Regions from separate parts of the Rattus norvegicus genome. Here all the other regions are linked to region 1. A link is a contact called in public Hi-C data. All regions are on one chromosome and are shown on one strand. The core of a region is the stretch at or near the end of the contact, and the rest is flanking DNA. Distances in the headings are between cores, read along the strand shown.

Evidence for each region. Hi-C and Micro-C count contacts between places; a contact is called where the count stands out from the background.
Region 2: a Hi-C map of hepatocytes shows a contact between it and region 1, with 1.7 times the contacts expected there. The contact joins two enhancer-like sites. A contact is called at or near these places in 6 of 12 Hi-C or Micro-C datasets (Schwann cells, hepatocytes, kidney and 2 more).
Region 3: a Hi-C map of hepatocytes shows a contact between it and region 1, with 1.9 times the contacts expected there. The contact joins two enhancer-like sites. A contact is called at or near these places in 9 of 12 Hi-C or Micro-C datasets (the A7r5 cell line, the Rat2 cell line, Schwann cells and 6 more).

What each region holds. Positions count from the first base shown.
Region 1 is chr12:44,950,674-44,954,220 of GRCr8, forward strand. It overlaps a transcript of Pebp1 not described here. Among named protein-coding and RNA genes, the nearest start is that of Pebp1, 11 kb to the right of the region's middle. Within about 2 kb of position 1,293, at least 7 of the 93 cell types and tissues checked have an H3K27ac peak or open chromatin away from gene starts, as enhancers often do. A contact at or near this core is called in hepatocytes and liver, where this site is marked.
Region 2 is chr12:45,081,891-45,085,504 of GRCr8, forward strand. All of the region lies in intron 2 of Taok3 (TAO kinase 3), which reads right to left. Among named protein-coding and RNA genes, the nearest start is that of Taok3, 51 kb to the right of the region's middle. Within about 2 kb of position 1,356, at least 9 of the 93 cell types and tissues checked have an H3K27ac peak or open chromatin away from gene starts, as enhancers often do. A contact at or near this core is called in hepatocytes and liver, where this site is marked.
Region 3 is chr12:44,774,046-44,777,501 of GRCr8, forward strand. The region is part of intron 1 of Ksr2 (kinase suppressor of ras 2); the gene reads right to left. Among named protein-coding and RNA genes, the nearest start is that of Ksr2, 73 kb to the right of the region's middle. Within about 2 kb of position 2,131, at least 1 of the 93 cell types and tissues checked has an H3K27ac peak or open chromatin away from gene starts, as enhancers often do. A contact at or near this core is called in hepatocytes, where this site is marked.

The DNA of each region.
Region 1 (3,547 bases), core at 43-2,542:
TGGTTGCTGGGGTTTGAACTCAGGACCTCTGGAAAAGCAGTCAGTGCTCTTAACTGCTGAGCCATCTCTCCAGCTCCTCAAAATAACAATTTAAAGGCTCCATGTGGTGTCTTATGCCTTTAAAATTCCTGCTGAGATAAGTGAAACCCTAATGTTCAAGGCCAGCATGGTCCCTAGAGAGGGTTCTAGGCCAGCTAGGACCACTAGGAGAAACCCTCTCTTGGGGAAAAAAAAAGAGCAAAACCAACAAAAACCAAATTATCAATTTCTAAAGAGCTAGGGTTGCAACTTAGTAGCATTTGTAAGACTCTGATAAAATAACTTAAAAGCATCCGGCAAGGCAAGACAGGGTTCTGTGGCTAAGAGCAGGTGTTGCTCTTCCAAAGGTCTGGAGTTTGGTTCACATCCAGGCAGCTTAGAACCGCCTGTAACTCCAGCTTCAGATGATCAGACCATGCCCACTTCTGACACACACATAAATAAGTTTTAAAAGAAACAGCAAAAGATAAACTTAAAACATACATTTCAAGGAGCTTAAAAAAAAAAAAAAACACTCCAAGCAACAAAGAAACTAAAACCTGTCCTTGTAACAAAGAGACTAAAACCAGTCCTTACAGGTCTAAACTGGAATTATAAACATGTTTCAGCTGGACATGATGCATACATAGCACTTGGGAGGTTGAGGCAGGAGGATGAGGAATTTGAGGTACTTAACCAGTTTCAAAACAAAAAACAAAAGGGACAGTGTTCTAGCTTCTTTTGGTCACTATTGTGAGCATTATGACCAGAGACAAACTGAGGGGGAAAGGATTATTTTTTTCAGCTTATGCTTTGAAATCCATCATTGAGAGAAGCCAAGAAAGGAACCTAAAGTAGAAGGCCAAGGAACTCTGCTGCATGTTAGCTTTACCCAGGCCCCACTACCTAGGGATGGCACCGCCCCTAGTGGGCTAGGCGGTCCTTCATCAGTTAATCAAGAAAACGCACCACAAATGTGCCCAGGTGCCGTAGGAAGGAAACACTTTTTCAGTTAAAATTCCTTCTTGTCAGGCTTGAGCTGTGTGAAGTTGAGGATCAAGACTAGCCATCAGACAAGGGGAAGAGGGGGCACAGAGAAAATAAGAAATAATTTCCCTGCTTTCTGGACCTAGAACCAAGCCACAAGCTTACTTACAAGGTCGGTCACCAGGTGGCGCTCTCAGCCCTGAGCGGACTTCGGATCCCTCCACCAAGGCCACCTAGTAATGATCCAGCCAAGTTTCATGATTAGAGATTTCGGTTCAGCCAATGGCCACTGCTGTCCAGAGAAGCCAGGGCAGGCCAAGACTTACTCAATGTTTCTTTCAAGGTCACAGCTCATGGGAAAAGCCAAGACTCACCCACAACCCAGTCTCTGATAGTCTAAAATGTATCTATCCCAAGGTCCCCTGATCCCTTGGTCAGAGCTGGATAATTCATGGAAGGCCTTCCTGCCCTTAAATACTGGAGACAGCCACCTGGGCGCAGTGTCAGGCATGGGGAACAGAAGCATTCACCCCCAAACCTCATTTTGGGGATTTTCCTTCTTTTTTTTAAGATTTATTCATTTATTCTATATAAATACACTGTAGCTGTCTTCAGACACACTAGAAGAGGGCATCGGATCCCATTACAGATGGTCGTGAGCCACCATGTGGTTGCTGGGATTTGAACTCAGGACCTCTGGAAGAGCAGTCAGTGCTCTTAACCACTGAGCCATCCCTCCAGCCCTAGGATCTTTCTTTTTTTTCCTTTTTTTTTTTTTCTTTTTTTCGGAGCTGGGGACCGAACCCAGGGCCTTGTGCTTGCTAGGCAAGCGCTCTACCACTGAGCTAAATCCCCAACCCTTACTGAGCTAAATCCCCAACCCTGGATCTTTCTTAAAATACCTCCTCTCATTTTAATTGATTCCTTCCAAAGGGTGAGAAACTATGTTGGCTTTTTATTGCTTGGACCAAATACTTAAGAAAAGCGATTTAATTTTTTTTACATTTATTTATTTATTTACCTATTCATTTAGTAGCTAGTTAATTGGTTGGGTTGTTTTGTTGTTTGTTTGTTTGTTTGTTTGTTTGTTAGAAAGGGTTTCCTGTGTAGCCCTGGCTGTCCTGAAACTTGCTGTGTAGATCAGGCTGGCCTCAAACTCAGAGATTGCAACTTGCTCTTTTGAAAAACTGTGGTCCCAGTCACAGCTCAGGTGTGGAGGTCAGAGGACACCTTGCAAGAGTCAGTTCTGGCGTGGGGATTGAGGGAGGCTGCCACACTTAGCTATAGGTCCTTTCATCTCCAAACCCTCTTGGTGTTCCCCCAGTGCCATACCCATTGTCCTTCTTCTGCCGATTGCTTTTTTTGCCCTCAACATATTTGGGGGCTGGCTCATGCCACCCTGTGTGAGCCCGGCTGGTGCTCTGTGAAGGTGGCATCCTTTTTCAGAACGGAGCTGACGGTGAAGTGGCTTTCCTCACACAGTCAAGCGGTCACTCCTGTGGCAGACCCCTGCCTCTCACCCGGGGTTGCGCAGTTCTGATTGTACTTGCGTTTGGAGATGGCCTGACTGCAGCACCTCAGCACGTCTGACCTTCCCACAGACCCCCTTCTGGGTCAGTTCATTCTGCACAGTGTGGTGGGACAGAACTGCTACTCTAAAGAATGTCACTCAGGGAACAGTGACCCTTAGAAATAGACCCAGGGCAAGGCAAGGCGTGTGGGAACCAGTGCCCTCCCTAGGTGTCGCCCAAAGGCCGGCTTATCTCAGCCCCTCTGCACTCTGCCCCTACCGGTTTTTATTTGCAGAAGCTTCCGTGTACACACAACTGATTACCTTCTACCTCTCCCCTCCACGGGAGCTGAGGGTGAACGTCCCCACCCTCTAACCTCGCTTTTGGTCACTCTGGGGACCACCTTCCATTCTACCTAACAGTCAAAAAAAAAAAAACCAAACCATAACAACAACCACCACCACCTACTTGTTACTCTGAGAGGCCAATGATCCCAGGAATCGTGTGCCAAGAAATAGGACAAAGGCCGAATGTCTATTCGCAATGTGGCACGGGCAGGTTCTCACATGAGATGGTGCCGGACATAAGCAAACACGCCGGAAGTCTCCCGAGGTCCCACCAACCCTCGCCCCGCCCCCCCAAAAGATTTCACTCCAGCAGCCACGTGCAAGCCCAGCCTTGCCCCATGCCCCAGGAACTGCTACAGGTTGTAGAGAAGAGACTTGAAAGCCCACATCTGGCCAGCGGTGCAGCTCAGCAGGGAGGGCGCTCACTTAGCCCAGACAACAAACACCCTGATTTCTAACCCCAGCACTGCATCAGCCGAGGATAGAACAGGGCACCTGTGGCATTCCCCTCCCTGGGCTGCCCCTATACTTTGTAGGTGGGGGTGGGAGGATCCGAAGGTCAGGTTCACCTTGGCTGCCCACCAAGTTCAAGGCCAACCCAGCATATGTGAGACCACTAGGATTTTAAATTATTTAATTAAGTGCAATCCAGAGCTGGCACAGATGCTAGGTAAGTCCTGTACC
Region 2 (3,614 bases), core at 106-2,605, 130 kb after region 1:
CACATAAATATGCTCACACACACATATACACAACACACACACACTCACATGCAGGCACACACACACACACACACACACACACACACACTGAAATGGAAAGGGAACTTGTTGAAAAGGGTTTCAGTGAGAGAAGGAGAGGAGAGAGAGTGGCAGAAATGCTAATAACTGTACAAGATTATCAAATGATAAGAGAAAGAGACTCACTAAACTGCAGTGTCACCTCTACCCCCCCCCATTTGAATCTGGGTACAGCAGAGCTTCAGCTGTCTCCTGGGTTAACCTATCTCACCTTTCCTAGGGTGACATTAATAGTTTACTGTGAACATGATGGTCCCCCAGCTAGACAACAGACTTCTTCCTGTGATTTATCTAGGCACCTGATGGACTGCCTGCCTGCCCAAGGTTCTGGATCTGATCCCAGTACCATCAAAACCAAACCAAACCACCACCAACAACAACAAAATAAATGGCTCCTTTTCCTCTGCTGCTCTTAAAGCAAAGGGTGGAATTTTTTTTTAAAAAAGCAATCTAAGTTTGAAGACCAGTGTGGTGGAGCACGCCTTTAATGCAGCACGTAAGAGGCAGAGGCAGGTGGATCTCTGTGAGTCCAGCCTGGTCTACAGAGGGCTCCAGAGACCAGCCTGGTCTACAGAGCGCTCCAGGCAGCCAGGACTACACAGAGACAAAACAAGAAGTAAGGCTAGACAGGATAACTCGAGCTGCAGTTTCTGCTTATCCACAATTCACTTACAGCTGTTTCTGTGTGACCCACTGGGCAATGTTCTGAACATTTAGAGAAATACAACAAAGCTTCCATTCTTGAAAAAGCTTAAATTCTAGTGGAGAGGAATAAATGGACAATTAACAATGACTATGAGAAACAATTAGCATATTAAAAGAGTATCAAGGGGTAGGCGATGTGGTTCAGCAGGTCAAGGCACTTGCCGCCAAGCCCAAGGGCCAGAGTTCAGTCCCCGGGACTCATGTGGCAGAAGGAGAGAACCAACTCCAGCAAGTTGTCTTCCGAACCCCACATGCACATGTCCACATATACATGCGTCCACACATACACACATACAAAAATGAACATCTAAAGAATCAAGAGTGTAAGGAAAAAGAAAAACAGAAGTGTGAAGTAAGATGAGATTAGAAACCCCGGGGTTGGAAGGAGCTGCAATTGGGTCAGGGCTGTGGGCCACAGCTCCACGGGAAGTGAAATCTGACCCTTTTCAAGTTTGGAAGCAGGTGCTAGTGTGTGTGGGAGGCCTTTTCTACTGTTGGGAGCTGGGGGAGCAGCCAGTGCAAAGGTCCTGCACAGGCTGGGCAGGGGCTGTGGGCAGCTGAGCGGAGCTAGGCAGTGCTGGGTCGGGAGGGCAGAGTCCATAGGCCCCATGGGATCCTCCTGCCAGGACTCCACTGTGGGTTGGAGGTCACAGCGGAGCTTGGAGGCCTCTGTCATACTTCCTTCTAAAAGGTCACTCTGTGTTGACAGCAGACGGAGCCCAGAGCCCACCAGGGGGCTGCTAGTGCCTGAGCCAAGACTGGTAACAGAGCCACAGGTCTCATTTTACACATATAAATGTATACCACGTGGTCATACGTGACATAAGTAACCACATGGTCATACGTTATGTAAGTGGTGACTCGGCAACCATGTGGCAGTTCCCTAAGACTCTAATGATGATGGGCTGGGGAGGTGGCTCAGCAGGGAAAGCATCTGAGCAGCAGAAGGACCCGAGTTCGATCCCCATTACCTGCCCAATAGGGGAGCTCACATTCAATGTCTCAAAAAGCCAGGGTTGGGGGGAGATCAGGGCATCTGACACTGACCTCTGGCTTCACCATGTACATGCACAGACAAATGCACAGACATGTACACACACACACACACACACGAGAGAGAGAGAGAGAGAGAGAGAGAGAGAGATTATAATTGTGCTAAGAGCTTCCCATAGCCTAGTGATACAGCTGCATTACCCACAGTGCAGTGCATGTCGGTGGGGATGCTCGTGGAGACAACTATATTTGGCCGTGTTGAGAGGCACTGGCACTTGCCGTGTGTTGTAGCATTCTGCTGCGTGAAGCATTTTACTGTGCTACCCAAATTAACAACCTAGGAGCGGTAGCCAGCATAGCGTGCCCTGGTCTTTGGTAGTCAGGTTTGTGCATGCCCTGCCCTGAGGCTCCCCTAGAACCAATCCTTCCGTGAAGCAACGAGTGTCTGGAGCTTCGAAAATGAGCTTAGCAACGGGGAAAGGCCGTGCACCCTTCTAATGCCAGCATTTGGGCAGCTGAGGCAGAGGGATTCCTGTGAGTCTGAGGCCAGTGTGGTCTACACAGTGAGTTCCAGGCCAACCAGAACTTGCACTGTCTCAAAGTGGGGAAAAAGAGGAGAGGGGGGTGGGAGAAGCAGAGGAAGTGGAAGAGACAGAAAGAAACAGACAGAGAGGAAAGGAGGTGGAGAGGCAGAAAACTGGCCCGTCTAAGGGCTGTGTCGGCGGTCAAAGTGCTTGCTATACCAGTGTGAGAACTGGAGTTTGGACCCCCAGAACTCATATAAATGCTGGGTGGCCATGTCCTTTTATCTGTAATTCCAGCCTAGGAAGGCAGAGACAGATGATCCCCAGAGCACGTTGGCTAACAAAACGAATCACATCAGTGAGCTCTGAATTTGATTGAGAGACCCTGCCTCATGGCACTAAAATGGAAGAATGACTGATGGCGACTGTCCTCAACCTTTGGTCTCCACATGCTCAAGCACACATGCACAAGCCTCAAACACATGTACTCCTGACATGCAGATGTGTAGACATGCAAGAGGAACAAGAAACATAGAATAAAAAATAAGAGATTAAGCGGAAAGGATAGTTACACCAAAAAGGTTCAATGAAGAAGTAGGATCCTGGGGCTGGAGAGGCGGCTCAGCAGTTAAGAGCATGGGCTGGCTGCTCTTCCACAGTTTGGGTTTAGTCCCCAGCACCCACAGGGTGGTGTGCAAACAACTATAGCTCCAGTTCCAGGGTATCTGGTGTCTTATGGCTTCCATATGCATGCGATACATGGATAAAAGTTCAGGTGAAACACCCACGCACATAAAATAAAATACTGATGTTTTAAAAAGAGGATCCTTTTAGTATACAAAACGCTATCACCTTCCAAAGCCTTTAAAGTGCCAGCACTTCCTACAAACTTCTCTCAGTTTGGCACAGGGCATGCTCAAAGGTCCACAGCCACTGCACGATACCCACTGCCCCAAGCACTGTCTTGATGTTGAAATACAGTGGACATCTTTTTTTTTTTTTTTCTTTTTCTTTTTTCTTTTTTTCGGAGCTGGGGACTGAACCCAGGGCCTTGCGCTTGCTAGGCAAGCGCTCTACCACTGACCTAAATCCCCAACCCCAACAGTGGTCATCTTTAAAAGCAACACTACATAAAGTTTTCAGCAGACTGCAAAAGAGGGCACGAAATCAGTTTGAAAACGCTTTTTCTAAGTCTGAGGTACTTAAGGTTTCTCAAAGTTTTCTTAATTACTGACAGAGTTCTGCTTGGTTCGGCTGAAATTGAACTTATTTGGAAAGAACTTCAGGTGTTACCTCCATGGGTGATAAGGGGAA
Region 3 (3,456 bases), core at 881-3,380, 180 kb before region 1:
GATCTGATGTCTGACCCAGACGCTGGGTGGCCTGCTTTCTGTTCGTTCTGGTTTGTTGGGGAGAGTGGAGAGGGTTGGTGCCTAGAAATACAAACAGCAACTCTAGGAAGCTGGATCTAACCCATGGTCCGGGGACATGGTGGGCAGCAAGATCAGAACAAAGTATCTCTTCCATTGAGAAAGAGAGCCAGAGACAGAGACACAGAGTCAGAGACACAGAGCCAGAGACAGAGACACAGAGACAGAGACACAGAGACACAGAGATAGAGACAGAGAGAGACAGAGACAGAGACACAGAGACAGAGACACAGAGACACAGAGATAGAGACAGAGAGAGACAGAGACAGAGACACAGAGACAGAGACACAGAGACACAGAGATAGAGACAGAGAGAGACAGAGACAGAGACACAGAGACAGAGACACAGAGATAGAGACACAGAGACAGAGACACAGAGATAGAGACAGAGAGAGACAGAGACAGAGATACAGAGACAGAGACAGAGACACAGAGACACAGAGATAGAGACAGAGAGAGACAGAGACAGAGACAGAGACACAGAGAGACACAGAGACACAGAGAGACAGAGACAGACACAGAGACAGAGACAGAGACAGAGACAGAGAGACAGGGCAGGGTGGGAGAGAATATATGTATCTGTGTGTACATGTGTGCATATGTGCACATATGTGCATGTGTGTGTACATGTGTACATACATGCAAGTGTGTGTGCCCATGTGTAGGTGCATAGAAGCCAGAAGTCGATTGATACATGGCACCTTCCTTAATCATGCTCCACCTTATTTCCAAACAAGGTCATTCACCAACCTTGAGCTCACCAGTGAGTCTAGGCTGGCCCGCTACTGAGCCCCAGGGATCTGCCTGTAAGTTACGCAGGCGTGCTACATACCCAGCTCTGACTTGGATGCTGGCGATGTGATGTGAACTCTGGTCCTCACACTTGTGCAGGAGGCACCCACTGAGCCAATCTCCCAGCCTTCTTGTTAGGGTGTGTGTGTGTGTGTGTGTGTGTGTGTGTGAGAGAGAGAGAGAGAGAGAGAGAGAGAGAGAGAGAGAGAGAGAGAGAGGCCTCAATCTTCGGTGTGTAATAAAGGGTGTCCCTGAACCCCTGATTCTCCTGCCTCTACTTTTCAAGTCCTAAGCATGCACCAGCACCATTCCCAATTCAGGCCCTTCTGGAGAAAAGAAGCCAGGGCCTCATGCACAGTAGGCAAGCACTCTGCCCACTGAGCTCCAGCCGCAGCCAGATAAGAGCCTTCCAATCACGTCACCACGTTGAAATGCTCACTGCCCTACAATTTCTGGCCCATGGAGAGTGAGAATCCCCATCTCTCTGCCTGTGTATGCACCGTCTCTGCTTCTTACTACCAATCAGCCGAGGGGGCCTCATCCAGGAGGAAACGAAGTCAGTTCCTCTGTCCCACTCAGCTCCAACTTGCTGAAGCCCTTGCCACCTCCCCGTCCATACCACGGCACCTCGAGGTAGGAACGTAGGGGGAAAACTGGGTTTTGATGACACCCTTTGATAGCCTTAATGTCCCTAGAAAGACGAGAGGCTGGACCTCATTTCACACACTATGTCAAGGAGGCAGCCATTCAGAAACCCACCCATGCAACCTAGAAATAGAGAAAGTGAGGCTGGCAAAAGGGCTCAGTGTATAAAGGTGCCTGACACTAAGCCTGATCGTCTAAACTCAATCCCCAAATCACACGTGCTGCCAAGGGAGAACTGACTCCCAAAAGTTGTCCTCTGACATGAATACACACATGCACGTAGGAGCGTGGGCGCGCGCGCGCGCGCACACACACACACACACACACACACACACACACACACACACACCACGTTCGTTGCTGTCTGGGTGTGGAACCAGGAGGTAGAGTTTCTCTTCTAGAATGCATGAAGCCAGAGTGCGTGAAGCCCTGGATTCAATTCCCAAATTTGCAATCAAAAGCAAACAAACCATATCACAGAGCTTGGGTTTCTGTGTAAGTCCTGGGTTCAGTTCGGTTCAGCTTGGTTTTGCAATATGAGAGACGGGCCCCTGACACTCTACCACTGGGTTATATCCCAGTCCTACGGTGCCTGATTCACTTGTAGAGAAACTGAAGCATGGTCAGGTGCCTGGATGACTTGCCCAACAGCTCCCATTCAGGTCAGTGCCAGAGGCAGAATAGAACCAGGCCCATCAGAATCCCAACATGAAGTCCCTATTTCCAGCCCCTGTGTCCCCTCACATTCAGGTCACCTGGAGAAGTAAATCACAGGGCTAAGAACCGGTACACCAGCAATGGAAGCAGAGAGTCGAGGTTAATGCCCCAGCAGGGGCAGACAGCTGGGCCCCAGGGACCTGCTACCTGGCTCCCCGGGAGAGGAGGCCCAGGTGTGTGGGAGGAACTCAGAACCCTGCAGCAAACTTTACAGTTTATGAGGGCCAAAGATTTCCACCCAAATCCCCACTCGGAGCAACCAGGCTCTTAAGAGAAGGTTACCGAGAGTCCCTGGGGCTGAGATTTTTCCATGTTTAGCTTCTACAGAGGAAAATTTTGTTAGAAAGTTTAAACGGTGTAACTATTTTTAAGCAACGAGGCCCGGGGCCACGGTGTCAGCTCAGAGGAACAGAAGGCTGGAGTCCTCCCTCTGTGTTTCAACTCAAACAACGGAACTGCCGACACTGGAAATAAAAACCGTTGAACGTGGATCTTCCTCTCAGCTCAGCGCTTCTCAGCGAGGGGCAACTGTGTCCCTCGGGACTGCTGACATCTGGGTTATCGGGACTTGAAGACAAGGGATGCTCCTGGCATCTCCAAGTAGAGAGCAGAGAGAGCTAGGTATTCCCCAGTGTACAGGGCTGCCCCCTCCCCAAACAATCGCCTGGGCCTGGATACCCAACCCTGGTCAGGATAACTCTCTCCCAGGCCAGCAGTTCTCAAGCTCCAGCCTGAGGCTGAATCCCCTACAGCCTGAGAGAACACAAATCACAGATTCCCACCCAAACCACTGCCAGCATAGATCTGAGGAGGGGCCAGACTTTGAGTCTCTGTCAGGTTCCCGAGGGTTACGGTTTGGTGCACTAAAGGCTTGGCTCTCCAATCCTCTGCTCAGAAGTGGGGCTCTCTTGAAAGTTACCGACTAAGTAAAGGCTTCTACTTTATCTATGGACAGCTCCATAGATGGTCACCCCATCTTGGTGTGACAGCAAAGATGGCTGCCTCCAGCCAGGCCATGCCTCCTATGACTTCCCGGTTTGCCTGTTACACATTCAGGTAAGACACTGCACAGAAGGAAAAAGAATTAAAAATGAAGGAAAATCACCCAATGGCCGTGAGTCACAGATACTGTAAGACCCTGACCCTGACACCAGCCTTCCCAGGTTCCTCCTGAGTAGAGAGACCACTCAGAGTGGTATGTCACACAAGTCCCTGCAATTCCTG